Regions from separate parts of the Mus musculus genome. Here all the other regions are linked to region 2. A link is a contact called in public HiChIP or PLAC-seq data. All regions are on one chromosome and are shown on one strand. The core of a region is the stretch at or near the end of the contact, and the rest is flanking DNA. Distances in the headings are between cores, read along the strand shown.

Region 1 (3,020 bases), core at 110-2,609, 200 kb after region 2:
CTGACACTAACTGCTCTCTTCCCAGTCTGCACCCCTCCTCGGAAGAGCTCGACAGTCCGCGCGCTCCCACCCGAGCCACCCACACCATCTTACCCGCTTTGACAAGCCAGCACCAGTTGCAGACCAAGACCAGGCCTCTGTTGCTCTCTTCTCCACCTCCACTTTTACTTTGGAAGAGCCATCCCCTTCTTTGTCGCACAACTGCAGGCTCTGGCTTCTTCTTGAGTTTATCTTCTTTACCCACCAATGCATCCGGGGGTGGGGGTGGGGGGAAACAAAACAAAAACAAAAAACGAGACGGGATTCTAGATAAATCTGGGAGAAGAAGGGTATCTGAACGGTCCTTCCAGAAACCCCGCTTACACCCTCTTTTTAGACACACACACAGCCTTCATCTTTGAATGGACTTGGATCCACTAAATGGCCCCGCTCGGTTCACTGAGGCCTTATAACACCGTCCGTTTAGGGCAGATCACGTGCACGGCCCAGAGATAACATTTCTTGCCCGCGGCAGGCTGTGAGAAAGCCTGTTTGGATGCACCTTTGACCTCAGCTTTCTGGGACATAGAATGTCAGCCAGGTGGCCCAAATTTGTAGGCAACCGGTTATCTGTTTAGGATATCAACTAACCACAGGGAAGAAACCTCTGTCCGACATTTAGGTGATCACACGCGGTGCCTTACGGCATCCTGGGGTTTTTCCATTCTAGGTGAATTTTTGGAACTGTCCCATACTGCACTCCGGATTCCCAGCTGGCTGCACTGGTCCAGCCCTTGTGTGAGCGAGCGAAGCGCTAAACTTGCAGCCGCGAACAGTTGCCGCGCGCGAGCGGTCAGAGGCTCAGAAGCCACTGCGTATCTGTTAGGAAAACTGCCCACATTTCGGAACCTGGTGCGTCCCCACCCACCCTTGTTAAATCGCCTCCTATAGCTACCGTCTTCATCGCACATGGAGTACTCTTTATAAAGCCCATTCCGTCCCTCTTCCTCTCCTTTCCCGCCGCTGGCTTTGCGTGCCAACTTAAGCAGCCAGGGAAGGCTTTTCTTACTCCTAGACTCCCTTTGCAAATTTTATATATTTTATATAAAACTTTAAGGCTGGGAAGTAGCCAGGCCTCTCCTTCAGCCACCCCCACCCTCAGTCTGAGCCGCTCCAGGGGAGCCAGACCCCGCCCCCAGACTTCCCCACCTGGCCGGAAAGGCTTTTAAAACAGCTGTGACTGCTGTTCCCAGCCTTAAGGCCAAGAGTACCCAGGCACTATCACCCAGACCTAAGGTCATTGTGTAAGGAAGGTTGTCTTCAGGTCCCAGACCTGAGGTAGAGTGGCCAGGCCCCGCCCTACAAGAAGAACAAAGTTCCACCAATCCCTGAGGCTTGTCCTAAAGATCAGACCACGTAATCCCTCCAATCCCAGGCCACCCTGAGAAGATCCACACCCCCTCCCCCAAGAAACCCTATATAAACCCTCTGTCCCGCCCACTTCTCTCCTGATTCTTGCTCAAGCACAGGAAGCCACCATCCTAGGTGTTTCTGTCTCAATAAATCTCTTGTGTGAGGTTTGTTGTGCCGTGTGTTGTGGTATTACTTGGCTTCTGATGACTTTTTGAGCCATGCTGTAACTCTTTGGCTGGGAAAACATTCCTGGCAATTGGAACCTAAGTTCTATAGGGGAAACCTGTCCCTTCAGAGCTGGAACACTTAACACTTAGCCCTCTCCAGGTCCCCTCCACTCCTCAGAGAGGCACCTTGTGTCTCAGTTTGGGTTTTAATGCTCAGACACCATGACCAAGGCAACTCTTATAAGGACAACATTTAATTGGGGCTGGATTACAGGTTCAGAGGTTCATTTATCATCAGGGTGGGAACATGGCAGCATCCAGGCAGGCATGGTATAGGAGAAGCTGAGAGTTCTACATCTTCATCTGAAGGCTTCTAGCAGAATACTGACTTCCAGGCAGCTAGGATGAGGGTCTTAAAGCCCACACCCACAGTGACACACCTACTCCAACAGGGCCACACCCTCTAATTGTGCCACTCCCTGGGCTGAGCATATAGTAACCATCACTTTCCACTCCCTGGCCCCCATAGGCTTGTTCAAACATGAGTCTATGGGAGTCACATCTAAACATAGCATAATGCAAAATACATTCAGTCCAACTTCAAAGGTCCCCATAGTCTTATAGTATTATCAACAATGTTAAAAGTCCAAAGTTCATGGTCTCTTCTGAGATTCATTTAATCACTTAACTGCAATCCCCAAAGCAGGACAGGAAACCACCTGGGCAAACTCCAAACTCTGCATCTCCATGTTTGATTTCAAGGCAGTCTTCACATCTCCAACTTCCTTTTTCATCTTTGTCGACTGCAACAAACTTTCTCTTGGGCTGGTTCCACTCCTTGTTAGCAACATACCTCAGAAGATAGCCCACCGCTCTGGCATCGCAAACATTTCTGGGTCTCCAAGGCAACTTCAATGTTACAGCTTTTTGTTTCAGTGTCTGGGATCCACATGTGAACTTCTGGGCTCCTCCAGCTCTGCCCTCTGTAGCACTCGAAGCTCAAGTTGATCTATTCCACTGCTGCTGCTGTTCTTGGTGATCATCTCATGGTACTGGCATCTCCATACACTGGGGTCTTCTGCTGCAACTAGGCTTTACCAGAGGCTCTCTCATGGTGCCAAGCCTCAGCTCCTTTGCATGACCCTTTCAGTCCTGGGCCATCAACTGCAAGGTGAGGCTACACCTTCACCAGTGGCCTTCCATGGCCTCTCACAGTGCCAAGCCTCAGCTGCTCTTGATGACCCCTTCGTGCCTTCAAAACCAGTACCACCTGGGTGACTTTTACACATTATCAAGATCAGCGGCAGCACAAGGTACAACCTTGGCTATCTCTGGAACACAGCTTTGTGCTCTCAGAAAACACTTCCCAGAAGACTCCACCTCAGTCATGCTGGTCTCTTCTTCTTTTCTTCTTCTTTCTTCTTCTTTCTTCTTCTTTCTTCTTCTTTCTTCTTCCTCCTC
Region 2 (3,376 bases), core at 839-3,338:
AGAGCCGTCAGTTTAGTGACTTTCCATCCACAGCTGTAAAATATGTTCCCTCTATGCTCACAGGCCTTTGAGAAGCTTGGGTTTCTTTTCTTTTTTTGTCCTCTGACTTTGAACAGACATAATGAAGTTGGAAACTGAAAAGAATTACTGCCTGGGTAACCTTTCCAGGTTCTCCCGGTTTCTGTTTCCCGGTGGCGGTGACATCTATTTACCTTGAAAATGGAAGAAGACACTTTTATGGGCCCCGTCTCCATGGAGCCCAGCCGGTTTGCTCACACAGCTCCGCTCAGGGCTTTTCCCACCGGACCTGGTAAATGAGGCCCCTGCACACAGGAGCCATCACCGATGGGACGCAGGGAGGGCCAGATTTATTCCTGCCCTACTTCTCCTCTAGGACATCGGTTTCATCAGAATGCAAAAGGGACCGGCCCAGAGGAGTGCTTCCCCTCCCCACAACACGCTGTCTGGGTTTTCATCTGGGTTTCAAGTATAGGCCTTGGCCTTGGGGACGCTGGCTCCTGTCTGTCTTTGCTGGTGTGTGTGTGTGTTTATGTGTGTAACAGTGCACACATGCATGAGGAGGGCAGAAGACATCAGCATCCTTCCTCAGAGGCTGTCTGCCTAGGTTTCTGAGACAGGGTTTTAGTAACCTGGGACTCACCAACTAGACTAACTCAGGTCCTGATTATATATAGAAGAGATTTACAAGCTAAGCGACCTTAGTGCTTGATTCTTTGTTGTTTTTGATAGGGATTCACTGTGTAGCCCTGGTTGGTCTGGAACTTGCTATAAAGACCAGACTGGCCCTGAGCATAGAGATCCGCCTGCCTCTGCCTCCTGAGTGCTAGCATTAAAGGTGTGCACCACCACACCTGGGTCAATGTCTAATTCTTAGTCTGTGGCTATAATAAACTGTCTCCCTCTGGGAAGGTTCAAGTTTCTAATGAATGGTTGAACACTTTTACATGTTGTGTGTTCTTATTGCAAACAGCAATGTTGTTGAAGGAGAGCAGGGACCCAGCTTCAGGCTCCCCTCAGAAAACCTTGAGACCAACATTACACCACTACCAGCTACTCCCTTGCCTCAGAGACACACCAGAGCCAGAAAGTGTCTCCTGTCATCATCTACCTGGGCCAAAGGACAACTGTAGGCTCAGATGTTGGCTTAACAGCAGGGGGTCTTGGGAAGGGGGAATTACAAGGTGTTAATTTTCAAGATAATGATATATATTTAAAAATTAGGGTAGAACTCAACAAGTTGGTTGCAGTTTCTGCTTCAGTCTTTTTATAAGGATTGTGCTGGTAGGGTGTATGGCAGGGTGTACGGTAGGATGTATGGTGGGGTGCACAGTAGAGTGTATGGTGGGGTGCACAGTAGGATATATGGTGGGGTGCACAGTAGGGTGTATGGTGGGGTGCACAGTAGGGTGTATGGTAGGGTGCACAGTAGGGTGTTTGGTGGGGTGTATGGTAAGGTGCACAGTAGGTACACAGTAGGGTGCATGGAAGGACAAAGGCTGAGAGACTCTGGCTTCTGAAGCAGTGGTCCCTGGGGGAAACAGGACCATTTAATCCATGTAAATGCTAAGCCATGGCCTGTGCGGTAATATTTCTTGAAAGAGTGGCAAGCCACCTACTTTGTAAGCACAAAGCGGACAAGCCCTCTCTCAGCAGGCACACCCCGCTACCCCTGGCTGGGCAGCGCACCATAATTCTTCTCCTTTGAGGCTTCTTTTAAATGTTGGGGGAATAAAGGTTTAGGAAGGTTGGAAAGGAAGCCAAACGGCTTTTATCCGATTAGCCCAGGCAATGGCACAAGAGCATTCCCCCCCACCCCGAGAAGAAAAGCCACTGGCAGGAGAAGCCTGCATAGCAACGGGATCTCACACTGTTCCAGGATGTCCCTGAAACTCGGGGAGGGAAAGCTGGCGGAAATGAAGGTGGGGGAGGGGGTGGGGGAGGAAGGTGGGGGAGGGGGGAGGGTGCATGAGCTTTAGATCAGTTGAACGGGGGGCTGGGGGTGGACTCTGTCTGGAGTGCTGCCTATTTAACATAACAAAGTGGACCTGGCCTCCAGGTTCTCCCAGCATCCCTCAGTCCCTACCTGCTATGGCGTAAGTCTGGCATCCCCCCCCCCCACTCCCTTCCACCAGCCTGGGGCTGGGCTGCCCTTCCCCCAGAGGCTGTTCCCTATATAATTCAGACGCTTTGGTCACCTACCCTCTCTGCCTCTTTTGCACCTTTGGCTCCTGGCTCTATACTTGGCTCCCCTCTCTCCCTGCCCCTCCCCCTCTCCTCCCATGCTTCAGGGTCAAGACCACTCTGGACTCTCCCAGATGTGTCTGCCTCTGGTTATGCTCTCCCACGGTCTATAATAAACTTTCCCTCCACCATACCAAGGAGTAGTCACCTCTACCTTCTCTCTCTCTCTCTCTCTCTCTCTCTCTTTCGTTCTTCTCATTAAGGTTTGATGGCCAGTCGGTTCTTGCTTTCCACCTGTGGGTTCCCAGGGACTTGGCTCAAGTTGTGGGGCTTGGGAGCCTTTACCTGCTGATCCTCCTCAGTGGGCCCGTGTTGAGTTTTGTTTCTTTGTTCACTTGTTTGTTTATTTGGAGCCAGTGTCTCTGGCTCGCCTGGAACTCATTGTGCAGGCCAGGGTGGCCTCAAACTTGGGGCAATCCTCCTGCCTCTAGCACCTAAGTGTGCACACCACTTCTCCAGAAACAATGTGTGTGGTGAAGCCGCTGCAGGGGTCAGAGGACGGCTTTGTGGAGTCAACTCTATCCATTTTCATGGCGGTTCCGGGGATTGAACTCTCGCTCGAAGGCCGTCAACCTTTCATGGCAAGAGCCTTTACCTGCCAAGCCACCTTGCCAGCCCCAGATTATATAATTATGAGCTAAGAAACAGGGACTTCTGAGCCGCAGGCAAGATCAAAAGCCTTTACTTATGACACGAGCGAGCAGCATGGGCTTTCATAGCACGCATGCTCAGAAAACGCTAGCGGTAGCATGCTCGGAGAGCGCATGCTCAGGAAACGCTAGTGGTAGCATGCTCGGAGAGCGCATGCTCAGGAAACGCTAGCGGCAGCATGCTCGGAGAGCGCATGCTCAGGAAACGCTAGCGGTAGCATGCTCGGAGAGCGCAGGCCTGAGTTCTGGGACGTCATAGTGGTACCAGCCTTACACAGACTAAAGTGAATGGCTGCAGGCTTCAGGTTGTTCAAAGACCTCAAAGGTCCTAGAAATCAGTTTAGGCAACTGTTACTGTTGGTGGCAGGAGGGAGCGAAGCTGAGGGTTTCCTCAGGGTCTGTCTTGGTGACAGGAAACTAGATGACATAGAAGATGAATCCTGTTTCCATCCAGAGCTTCACGC
Region 3 (3,185 bases), core at 50-2,549, 150 kb after region 2:
TTTGGGCCGAATCATGTCGGGCCTGAGTGAGCTGACGTGGAACATCGCTGCCCTTCGCTGAAAAGCTGTTTGCTAATCCTAAAGGTTCTTCTTTACTTTTGCTGGATTTAAAAAGAAAGGGGGTGGGGGGTGGGGCTGATTTAATAGCGCTTAATCAATCATTTCTCTGTCCTCACGTGAGTTTGTTTACACAGTGTATTGGATATCTCTTAAATGACCCCGGTCCCTCTGTTGCTACTGAAATTCTACAGACTCCCATCCAGTAGATGAAAATACCAAGGTCCAGACAGAGGGTCTGATTCCAATTGTCGGTAACCCTGTTGTCCTTTTCTTCTTTGTTTTAAGTGACCAGCATGTGTACATGTGTACATGCAACATGCATGTGTGTATGTGTGCTTCAAGATTCCTGTGCCTGTATGTTCAAGGGTAGAGAGTACACATCGACACTAGGGGCCCTCACCCACTGTTCCCCATCTTGTTTTTAAGACACAGGCCTCTCTCACTCAATCTGGAGGTTGCCAATTGTCCCCACCCCCTCCTGCTGCATCCTCCTGTCTCCACACCCCAGCACTGGGGACTGCAGGCCTGTGTCACCATGCTTGGGGTGGTAGGGTAGGATGGGGGGGGGGGGTCACGTGGTCCTGAGGATCTCGACTTGGGTCTCTGTGTTGGTACAACAAGCAGTTCACCCACTGGGCTGTTCCCCTAGCCTGCTGCCCCTTTTAAAAGAAGATCCTCAGGCTCTGGAGTTTACAGTCCTGTGGTTTTCCTTAATCATGTGTGCTTCATGCAATTGAAACTTACGGAGGGGGGTGGGGTGGGTGGGATTTCAGGTATTAAATTCTTCTGATCAAAAAACAGTGGAGTCCCAACAGACTGTTATAAAACTAATCGCTCAGAGACATACAACTAAGAGGACTGCGTGCTTTCTGCTTTGGTGTTCTCTCTGACCCTCCCCTCCCTCCCTTGTTCTCTCTTTCCTTGTGAAGTTTAAAGAAAGAGGTTTGAAATAAAACCAGACACTCACTGACAGAGAAATGTGGAGAAGAATGGAACCCTTGGAAGTGTAAATTAGAGCAATTGATCTGGCTGGCCAACCAGCAATTAGTGCCCAAAGATTTAATCGCTTCCTTTGATCTGATCATTTTACTTTGATTGATTTATCCCAAGGAAATAACTCAAGAAAGAGTTAGATTTAAAACAAAGTAGCAAAATCAGGGACCTGGGCATCACAAGTCCTTGGGCCCGTTGCCTGTGGCGAGGCACTGGCAGGAAACCCCAATCCTTAGACACAAGTAGGGAAGACAATGTCAATAAAGTAGATCCTGTGGATTGAGACTGCAGTGCATAGGAGCTGGGTGGACCGGAAGCTGAGAAAAGGCAGGAGAGGGAAGTAGCCCCAGGGAAGGGTAACTGGGGAGGCGGTGGTGGCAAATATCCCCTGGGCAGGAGGGTAGTAGGGCTGGATTGTGAAGGGAAAGCCCAGACCCGGGTATAATGGTTGGTCCCTGAGGCTCGGATACCTAGGAAGGCAGGGCCCTGGGTTAGATCTTGTTTTATTCTGTGGCAGTGCTTCATCCTGTCTTTCTGTCACTTTGAGAAGTGATGTTGGGAGGATTTGAACAGGCAGAACAGGAAGGATTTGACACGGTGGAGGACTGCTGTCCAAAGAATCACCGTGGGCAGCGTGACAAAACCTGGATTAGAGAGAGGGAAGTCTGAGACCCAGAACAGCGCAAGGGCAAAGCTGACGGGTGGAGGAAGGGACAGATGAAGCCATTTCGTGGCTTGCGTTCAAGGCCTTAATCACCAATTAGCTACAGGCCAGTCAGGTCACAAGAGACAACTGTCCTAGGGAAAGGGATTCCGCCACATTCACAGGAGTGTCAGAGTAAATCCCTCTTCAGCCAGGAATTGAACTCAGAACCTCTGGAAAAGAAGTCCGTGCTCTCAACCACTGAGCCATCTCTCTAGCCACCCCACCCCACGAAGGTGCCCACCCCACACTTAGGTTCTTAAGGGGCAAGTTTCTCCTTGCCGATCTCTCTCCTCCAGCTGAGAACATCTGGAATGACTTTTAACCACTAAATTCCCTCAAAGTAAACAAATTAGAGAAGCCTTTCCATATTCAAAATACCTGTAGATTTCATTTCCTGTTTCCTTGCCGGGATGGAACTCAGAACTTTGGGCACTCCAGCCCTTTGCCTTTGGAGAGAACATATCCAGGAAGTCTTCCAACTCACAATCCTCCTGCCTCAGCCTCATTAGTGGTGGGGTGCATGCACACACCATGAGACCTCGTTTAGATCTGGATTTATGAAGAGCCAAAGAATTCAGACTCAGTTTCAGGCAACCACTATGTGATCTTTATTTCTGGAAACATCACCTTAGTTTTAAAGAGGTTTTTCGAGCCTGATCTTATTTCAGTGAAATAATTCAAATACCAAAGGACCTCCTCTTTAGCGCTCCGGTGGTCGCCTTACTTCTTCCGTGAAGTATGGAGAAAATCCACTTAGCTTGCACACATAAAACATCGAGCTTGGGAATTACTCTCTTAGCTGTGCTTTTGGCTCCATACGTCATTAGTTCAGTTTTCAGATTCCATCTAAAGGAAACAATTACAAATACCCACTGTAGAGGACTATTTAACGCCAGGTCAGGCAGCTCAGTGAACAGTAAATAGATCTTTACCTTTCCTGAATTACACTTCTATAAAAAGTTATAAAAAAAATAACCTGTCAACGGCTCACTCGTTTATGAACTAGCTGATGGATACTTAAGTAATAAAAACCTTTGAAAACTACCAAACTCACCAAATTAAGTACCCTGGAGGCAGCAGAAGGCAGCACCTGAAAAGCTCATACTGGAAGCCGCAGGAACAACAGGCCCCAGGGTCTCCAAGACAGAACGTGGACCTCCCCCAACGCTGGCAGCGGCCTCCACTCGCAGAGTCTGACTTAGTCAGGTTAGACCAGAGAAGGAGGCTTTGTCTGCCTTCTCCCTGGAGACCCCAAGATAAAGCTGGAATTGCAATTTGCCAGACAACCTACGCTGAGCCAGGCCTTTGTGGCATCTTCTGAAGTAACAGGCGGCCATGTCCAAAGGGGACGCTTACAGGGCCGGGAGACACCAGAACAACAAAGAAGTCTGCTCCAGAAGATGACAGAGGTCCCTGAAAGATTCTT

Evidence for each region. HiChIP or PLAC-seq counts read pairs in DNA pulled down with a chosen protein or histone mark.
Region 1: an H3K27ac HiChIP or PLAC-seq map of embryonic stem cells shows a contact between it and region 2, with 3 times the contacts expected there. The contact joins two enhancer-like sites. A contact is called at or near these places in 1 of 39 promoter capture datasets (the SN4741 cell line), 4 of 15 datasets of contacts at CTCF or cohesin (the NIH/3T3 cell line, embryonic stem cells and large pre-B cells), 22 of 484 Hi-C or Micro-C datasets (B cells, CD8 T cells, the G1E-ER4 cell line and 12 more) and 26 of 115 datasets of contacts at active chromatin or transcription factors (CD8 T cells, the NIH/3T3 cell line, bone marrow-derived macrophages and 14 more).
Region 3: a contact with region 2 is called in an H3K27ac HiChIP or PLAC-seq map of embryonic stem cells, with 25 read pairs. The contact joins two enhancer-like sites. A contact is called at or near these places in 4 of 484 Hi-C or Micro-C datasets (Th1 cells, bone marrow-derived macrophages, embryonic fibroblasts and 1 more), 10 of 115 datasets of contacts at active chromatin or transcription factors (bone marrow-derived macrophages, craniofacial prominence, embryonic basal ganglia and 5 more) and 2 of 9 other capture datasets (embryonic tail and embryonic trunk).

The regions. Positions count from the first base shown.
Region 1 is chr4:150,879,177-150,882,196 of GRCm38.p6, forward strand. No RefSeq gene overlaps it. Among named protein-coding and RNA genes, the nearest start is that of Errfi1, 26 kb to the left of the region's middle. Within about 2 kb of position 1,360, at least 15 of the 459 cell types and tissues checked have an H3K27ac peak or open chromatin away from gene starts, as enhancers often do. A contact at or near this core is called in embryonic stem cells, where this site is marked.
Region 2 is chr4:150,675,918-150,679,293 of GRCm38.p6, forward strand. No RefSeq gene overlaps it. Among named protein-coding and RNA genes, the nearest start is that of Slc45a1, 25 kb to the left of the region's middle. Within about 2 kb of position 2,089, at least 33 of the 459 cell types and tissues checked have an H3K27ac peak or open chromatin away from gene starts, as enhancers often do. A contact at or near this core is called in embryonic stem cells, where this site is marked.
Region 3 is chr4:150,825,877-150,829,061 of GRCm38.p6, forward strand. 1700045H11Rik (RIKEN cDNA 1700045H11 gene) reads right to left here. Exons shown (of 4, transcript NR_040649.1): 4 at 2,349-2,605. Among named protein-coding and RNA genes, the nearest start is that of Gm42356, 20 kb to the left of the region's middle. Within about 2 kb of position 1,300, at least 10 of the 459 cell types and tissues checked have an H3K27ac peak or open chromatin away from gene starts, as enhancers often do. A contact at or near this core is called in embryonic stem cells, where this site is marked.